Linked DNA regions of Xenopus laevis: region 1 is linked to region 2. The links are chromatin contacts, called in public Hi-C maps. All regions are on one chromosome and are shown on one strand. Each heading gives the region's core, a stretch centred on a gene start, on an enhancer-like site or on the middle of the called end of the contact. The rest is flanking DNA. Distances are from core to core; before and after follow the strand shown. Region 1 holds the start of cemip.L (cell migration-inducing and hyaluronan-binding protein). Region 2 overlaps cemip.L (cell migration-inducing and hyaluronan-binding protein).

Region 1 (4,006 bases), core at 249-2,748, 84 kb after region 2:
GGTCATAGTAAACTAGCAATAATGAGCGGATCATTTTCATGGAAAAAGTCACACCTACAGTGTGACCATAACTGACCATATATATATATATATATATATATATATATATATACACACACATCATATATCAACATGTAGGTTGTCGGGGGGTACGGTGGTACAGTGGTTTAAGCTTTGAAAATGCCACCCACCCAAGAGAAAAATATTTACCTCCATTCTGAATGAGCAGTGAGTGGAAAGTGGCTGATGACTCCAATCGCAGGGCAACACCAAGACCGATAACAGCTGATCTCCTTCCATCATGTCCTGGGTGCCAAGGGATCAGATGTGGTTTCTTATCTGGGCAATTGTCTGTAAAACACATTAATTTGACATATTCTGCATGATGAGTCACAGACACGTGTATGAAGCCCACCTATTGCACACGCAAGGCTGAACAAACAAGCGAGATCCACCTAGAATACCCAGACAATATTGCCATTAACACCCAGACAGCTGTGCCAAGGGAAAGCAGACAGAATAGAGCAGCAGACAGATGCAGGCTTGGGAGTTTGCACAGAGAGATCAGCCAAGGATAGCAGGGTTTGTACAGATAATAATAACAACAACCCACCTGTTGCCTTCAGTTTCGGCAGCTTGTGTTTGCAGCTATTCCTTTTGGGCAAGAGACAATTATTCCAGGGATCGAGTACCAGGTGGAATAGACTGAACATAGGAGTGTTATTTGCAAGTAAATAGAACAAAAAAAATCATAACGCCAGGCTGGGGTGAAACAGCCAAAACCAACACCAGGAGCCAATGATTTGTCTGAAAAGCCTGCACCCGGCTGAATTTGCATCTGCCACATATAACCGGCACTTGGATTTCTGACTTGAAGGTAATGCACCTGCATATTCAGTAGCGCTGTACATACATGGAATGAACAAACTGACACATACAAACAGGAGCTATTGAAGGATCCTGCCCAAAGGGGCTCACACTCTAGTACAGTGAATGAGTCGTTACACCGGGGTCCCACCTGTAGCAGCCACAGTGACAGGCAAAGAAGCTGCTATTTGTTGCGATACCATAACATCATCATAATAATAATTAGACACTCGGGTACCTGCCAGCAGCCCGGCTCTGACCCTAATTCCCTCTGTGTGCCAGTCTCACCTGTGTGGGGTCGGCAGCTCCCAGAGAGCAAGGAGGAAAGTGAGTGGAGCTGTCACAAGCGGAGTCAGATGAGACACAAATCGCAATAAGCAGCTACCGATATCCCTGGCTGCACCGGCTGCTCGTCTTATCCCTGGTCCCCTGTCTGCTCTGGAGCTCGCAACTCTCTTATATATACACTGCCCGACCGCTCTCCTCCCTTTATCTCTCCCGCACCCTCCTTTCATATTTCACCCTGCCTCCCTACTCCTCCTCATGCTGCTGCTTTTTAATCTCCCCCTCCCTGTCATATTCCAACTCCCCCCACCCGCCCGTGTTTTATTCTTTCTGTGTCTCTCCTATGCCCCCTCCCTATCTCTCCGCACTCGCTTCCCTCTCCCGCCGGTAACCTCAGGCAGACAAGTCTTAGCCCCGCCTCCCGTGACGCACCACATGCTGCGCATACCATTATTAAAGGAATCCCAAGAACAGCCAGAGGTGTAGAGCGAGAAGCCGGCAGGGGGTGTCCCTTGCACGGACTTATAGGAACTTCTCTACTGGGAAAAATAGCTGAGAAGCTACAGGTAGTTGAACTATACGGACACAGGTTTGCACTGTTACACCTCAGACGTCCTGTAATCTGACAGCGATAGAGATGGACTGGCCTGTAATAACACAGATCGTAGGGCGCACTTGCCTAATGGCATCTTCAAATTCTATTCGCTGGTTGAAGTACAAAAAGCCCGATTTGGGGGATGACTTGCAACCTAGCTTTTCCTAATCGCGCGCTCTCTCTGTTGGCACGTGATCCCTGAAGGGACCTCTGAGGCAAGTCTGCGCGTGGTACAGGTGGCCGCATTGGCCATTCGCATACACAGCTTCACGTACAGCTTTCATAGCTCAGTGTTATTCCCAATAAAGAACACCCAGTCATGATCAAAAGCCACGAATATCAAACACAAGAGACCATATTGGGCTGCTCCATACAACATTAGTTAATTCTCATAACTGTACACACTAACAGGGCCAACATCTAGGGCTCCATAATACTAACTTAGCAGAGCACTCACCCAGGGGACCCCAGTTATTAACACATTGGTCACGTGGGCAGGGGGTGGAGACACACACCAGTCATGTTGTAGTATTCAAAAAACCCTGCCAATAAGTCACACAAACCCTGCTCACAGCATTTATGTACTCTTGCCATGTCAAAAACCCATATCTATCATCTATCAACAGTATATTCTAGTTTTTACGACTACAGAGATGAGCTGCGTCTAAACAAAAGCTAAACTATGTTACTGTTTCGGATCAACATGTAGCAGGCTCTTAATACACATTGATTCATAAGGGACAAACTTCAAGTACAGCATTTGTAAAATCTGCAGGTAACAATAAAGGGCCTGTTAGAATCTAGAGAAAAGCATCCCAGGCTTTCTGTGTTGCTGTTTAGGGCAATGTCACATATTCCCAGTGTCGGACTGAGACACCAAGAGCCCACCCAAAAACCTCAGACCAGGGGCCCACCAAAAAGCCTAGACCAGGCGCTCACTCTCAGTATTTTTCTTCCTCTCCTCACTCAACCTCTATTCTCCTAGTCTCTTTTCTTTACATACTATCATCTATTATTCCACCTAGTTAGCCTCTTTGTTCTCATAGAAAAAGGGAATGGCCATGAAATAGGCCAAATGTCAATAGTAGCATGAGGGCCGACTGATACTTGGGCCCACCAGGTGGGCCAGTTCAACACTGCATTTTCCCTATTTGCTAGCCTGCTGGTTTCCCTTTGCCCTAACTGGAAATAGTCGTGAGCCTATGGTATGAGTAATTATTATGGAAAATACTACAGTACGCCATTTTGGGTGATAGTTACCTGTGCTAGGTGACCCACGGCACTACACTTAATAAGTATGCTCTGATAGTACAAGGCTAATGACACACATTAGGGATCCTCCACCAATGGGGGAATGCTAGTTTCTGCCCAGTACTGCTTGTTTTACTTACAAAGCACAAGGAAGGATTTTGCCCCCAAACTTCTTAATTTTCATTTTTCAATCTGCACTGTGTTATTGGCAGTACGCATCATGAGAGCACTGGCTGGCATTTTCCCCAACATTTAAAGTCAATGCAAAGCAACCCATTTCAAGAAGCAGGTGTTTGTTTAGTACAATTAGTTGTGACAATTTTCTAAGGCCTATGGCACACAAGGCATAGTTTCTCCTGTGGTGCTTTTCAGGTCAAATGTAGGGTTTTTGGCCAAATCCCAATAGCAGAGACAGGCAGTTTTTCATTTAAATAAATGATAGGCCACATTGGTGCATTTGGGTGCGTTGGCAGCTTAAAATAGCGCCAATGGAATATTCACCCCAAGTGCAACAGGACTTAGTGTGGTCTAAGTGCTGGGACTGTAGAGGTCTTAAACAGTTAAAGGCACAACTGACTTGCAAGTAACAGTCATGTTTGTTGCACCATTATGCCCATATCTGTTGCTTCCAGTTTGCGCACTTCATGTTTTGTCATCAGCCGCGCACAAAATGCCCACGTGCCAAGTTTAATTGATACAACTGCAGGATTGGGAAAACATTACAAAACATGACAGACACACATTTTTTCCATTAGATCCTTACCCAGTTTGTTGTTTGCGGTTAACAAAGAAGGAGGAGGTCTTTGTTATTACAACACAGTAAACTAAATGAAGCCAGATTTATACTATTTAAAGACACATCACCTAAATGAGTTGTGCATTCTTTGGATTCCCCAAAATTTCAACACTGTTCCTGGAGGGTTTTTTGTTTGTAACTCCTGTGTTTATTTTCCGCCCTAATCCGAACCCAACAAGACCATCTCTCAATAAAAAGATGTTTTGATATAT
Region 2 (3,967 bases), core at 271-2,770:
AATGTAAGGATCATAAAGAGGAAATTTTCCATTATACTGTATATCGTCATGTCCAGCTATCAAAATATTATGGAAACAGGTTGTGTTGTTTATAAAAGAAAAAAGATAGAACTACTCCCACAGTTTGCATTATTGGATCTCAAAGAATTTCTTCTTCTGGAAAACAATAACCTACCTTATGCATTTCAGAGTGAATTACTAGATTTTAGCTTTCTTTAGATGCCAGCTACTCGAAAATCAATTTACTTATATTGGATAAGGGGAAAAGCCGCTAAAGCTGCCCATAGATGTAAAGAATTTTAAAAGATCTTTTCGTTATCGTGAGACCACGATTATGTCGAAATGATCGTTTAAAGGTACGATGTGTCCATCAACTAAAAAGACCATTTCAGGTGATATTGCCAGTAAAACTGAAGGGTAGCTGCCTGCTTGGCCCTGCAAACATAGATACATTGCACTGGGACCAATAAAGATTTTTAACCCGGCCGATCAATTTCCTGACAGTTGTCGGACGAAAAATCGTAAGAAGTACGATCGTTCGATTCCCACTAACTTCACAATAATTTGACGGATTGGTCGGATTTCGCTAAAATCGGTCGTTTGGCAAGAAATATCTTTGCGTCTATGGGGACCTTAAGTTGGAGGACCTACTCTTATATCTACACAAGATATCCTTGCTTATCATATCAAATGTCATGCTTAGTGATGTCATGGGTTATAATCTGAGTTTAGTGATGTCATTCCTGTCACATGACTCAATGAAACTTGTGTATTATAATAAATAAAATACCCCCTGCTGCAAAATATGAGGATATTAGAAGTCACCTTGGAGTTCCATGACCTGTGTTTTTATACGGTCATGGAACTTATAATATCTTTATATTTTACAAAAGTGGGTCGTTTATTCACTATATAACCTCTGCCTACATGAGGCTATAAGATACAGGGTAGGTATTCAGTCTTTAAGAAAACAATTCAGACACAGATGGTCAAATTATTTAGAATTCCAGAAGATAACAAAAAACAGTTTATTCATAGGTTCATGGTAGGAGTGGTCTGAAGAAGATGTAACTACTATGTTGATATGTTGATACCTGTTCACAATACTTTTTTTATATTTATCATATTTGAATCCTGGTAAGAAAGTTATTGTGAGATGAGAAAAGAGATATTTGAAAAGAAACAGGTCAAAGGTTTTTCATAGCAAAGTTTGAATATAAAATGTTTATTTTTTTCCTTGAAAATATGCTTAAGTATCTTGTTATACATTCTGCTTGCTTAAGGTAAAATTGATGAAAAGAATTTGAAAAGAGCCATGTAAATTCCTTATCAACGGTGCTTGGTGATGTCATGCGTTATAATTGGTGCTTAGTTAGTTAGTCCCCTGTTGTAAATTATAAGGATATTGGGCTTACTTTGGAGTACAATGGCCTGTAGTGTCGGACTGGTCCAGCGGGACACTGGGAAAAAACCCAGCGGGCCCCAGTCTTCATGGGTCTCATTGACCCAGCTCCACTGCCCGGATTCAGGCCCAGCACCCAGACCATCCGATCTCCCTGATCATAGGTGGAAAGGGAGGTAAAATGTATGGGGACAAACAGAGGTGGGGAGCCAGGCGATTGAAGTCATGCTCGGTGTGCCCCAGTCGGACTCTAATGACCTGTATAAAAGGACTTGAAGCCTAAAGCCTTGTGCCTTCATAGGGGCATGGATCTCCTTGCTGACTAACAATATCTTACAACAGGGGGTACATTATTCTCTATATAAATATGGTAGAGGGAAGATCATGATCATAGCCTAGTAGTTCTATGAATCCATCGCTTCGGTTTTCCGTAGTTTCCTTGTGAAGCAACCCTGCAGCCAAATTACAGAAAGCAACGCTAGTCTTTTGTCACATGATTTGATAGGCAGTGAGTAAGGAGGAGACCAATAATAAAGAGAGGACATACTCCCAATAGATCCAGATGGTTGCCAGGCACAGCAAGTCTTCAGCAGACGAGTTGAAGTAGAAAATGTTATTTCTGCATCACTACATTTTATTAAGGGAAGTAGGTTGTGGGAATATATATACACTATGCCACTATCAATTTGAATAACCAGCATCAAAAAAATTTAATAAAATGATTTTGACCTGAAATAATATTTATTTGTACCCCATACATGGAAAAAAAATATTTTCTTTAAAGATTCAGTGCAGAATAATGATCTTTAATCTGTCTGATGTTTCAAATCTAGATGTAACTTGTTAGTAAAAACATATATATTCTAGAAATGGTGGCAAAGTGAACATTAATATGAAATTGCTTTTAGGGCACTTTATTTTTTGGGTGTAATTGGCTTTTTAAAGGAGAACTAAAGAAGTAGGTAGAGATGTTGTACATTGTTTTGTGCTTCTGTACCAGCCCAAGGCAACTAGATCTGTGTCTCCAAAGATGCCCCAGTAGCTCCCCATCTTCTTTTCTGCTGTTTCACTGCACATGCTCTGTGCTGCTGTCACTTACTGAGCTTAGGGACCCACTAACAATATACAGTACACATAGAATATAAATGTCACACTATAAGGCTGATTAGTAATTAATACAGATAATTTCTACATGGCAGCTCAGAAACCAGTGCAACTAGCATCAGAATTTAATAATCAGCCCTGTACCATCAGCTTATATGACAGGCCAACCTCATTTTCGGCTTGATAATTTGTGACAACCCCTAAGCTTAGCTTCTCAACAGCTGCTCTGAGCCCACTGAGCATGTGAGTGTCACAGACACTTTCCAAGATGGTGACCCCCTGTGACAAGTTTGAAGTCCTGGATCATTGCTGCTATTGACAAGCTGAAACTTTAGGCTGGTGCAATAAGCTCAGTTTATAAAATATGGAAATTTTAACCATATTAATTTTTAGGGTTTCGTTCTCCTTTACATGATATCAGCAATCCTTCTGACATGATTTTGCACTATTGTAAGTGACTAAATAAACACATATTCAGTATGATTTGTATTTATGACCCCTCTTATGTGATGATATAATGTAGATAAATGACAAATACCAGACTTGTTTTGAACCTTTATTTGGGAATTCCAAACAGACGACATCCTCTAGATAAGTCAAAATCAGCAAAACAGGCATTTTTTTTAAAAACAAAACATGGTTTTCCAATCTTGTTGATAACAGAAATACTGATTTACAAAGAAGATCTCTAAAAATAGCCATTTATTCAAAACCTTTTACATCTATGGGACAATGACACATCTAGTCCATTCCCAGGCCTTCTGATGAATAAATAAATACAAAATATATATATTTCTTTTCACGTGAAGAAGAAGTCTATAAGAAATATTGCTTACATACAAAACACTTTACAGAAACTTTTACATCTATTTCCGAAAAAGGACCAGCTATTTCGGTGCCTGGAAAACAAACGAACGAGAATACACAATTTCTGTACCAGAAATATCGCATCCTAGTCATTGAATCTAAGTGCGTAGCAGATAATCTGTTTATCCCATTGGCGAAGCTGGTTTGGGCAAGATATGTGTCCACGTCAACCTATAGCTACTCTAGAGTGCTGGAAAGGTGATTTTCTAATGCAGCAGAAACCACCAGATAGTGCAAAGCAAAACCACTGGAACACAGCATGCCTTACCTCCCTAACTCCTACTCTGATGTTATGTGGTAGCACTCATATTTTCATACACCCTCAACTAATAACTTGGAGTGTCTATAAGTCACAAGGTGGTGGTTTAATAGGTGACATATGTTGTTCTAAGGGGACCAATTTATCATGTGTTGGTCAGCTGAGCTACAGTCAGATACAGTATGTCTCCCCTATTAGCACTTGAGGCCTTTATACTATATAATAAGGTAACCACATAACCAGGCACTGGGACAAGTCTATGGACCAGTGTAGGGAACTTGAACTCGGCACTGCTGTTTCAGTAACCAGTGTTGAGAGTACTAGTAATGCGTAAA

The links. Hi-C and Micro-C count contacts between places; a contact is called where the count stands out from the background.
Region 1: a contact with region 2 is called in a Hi-C map of the XTC cell line, with 3 times the contacts expected there. The contact joins the promoter of cemip.L here to the enhancer-like site in region 2. A contact is called at or near these places in 2 of 4 Hi-C or Micro-C datasets (the XL177 cell line and the XTC cell line).

Annotation. Positions count from the first base shown.
Region 1 is chr3L:114,604,086-114,608,091 of Xenopus_laevis_v10.1, forward strand. cemip.L (cell migration-inducing and hyaluronan-binding protein) reads right to left here and starts at 1,499. Exons shown (of 29, transcript XM_018253201.2): 1 at 1,156-1,499. It overlaps LOC108711451 (cell surface hyaluronidase), which reads right to left. Exons shown (of 25, transcript XM_018253197.2): 4 at 211-351.
Region 2 is chr3L:114,519,996-114,523,962 of Xenopus_laevis_v10.1, forward strand. cemip.L (cell migration-inducing and hyaluronan-binding protein) reads right to left here. Exons shown (of 29, transcript XM_018253201.2): 29 at 3,050-3,967. Among protein-coding and RNA genes, the nearest start is that of mesd.L, 12 kb to the left of the region's middle. Within about 2 kb of position 1,521, at least 1 of the 7 cell types and tissues checked has an H3K27ac peak or open chromatin away from gene starts, as enhancers often do.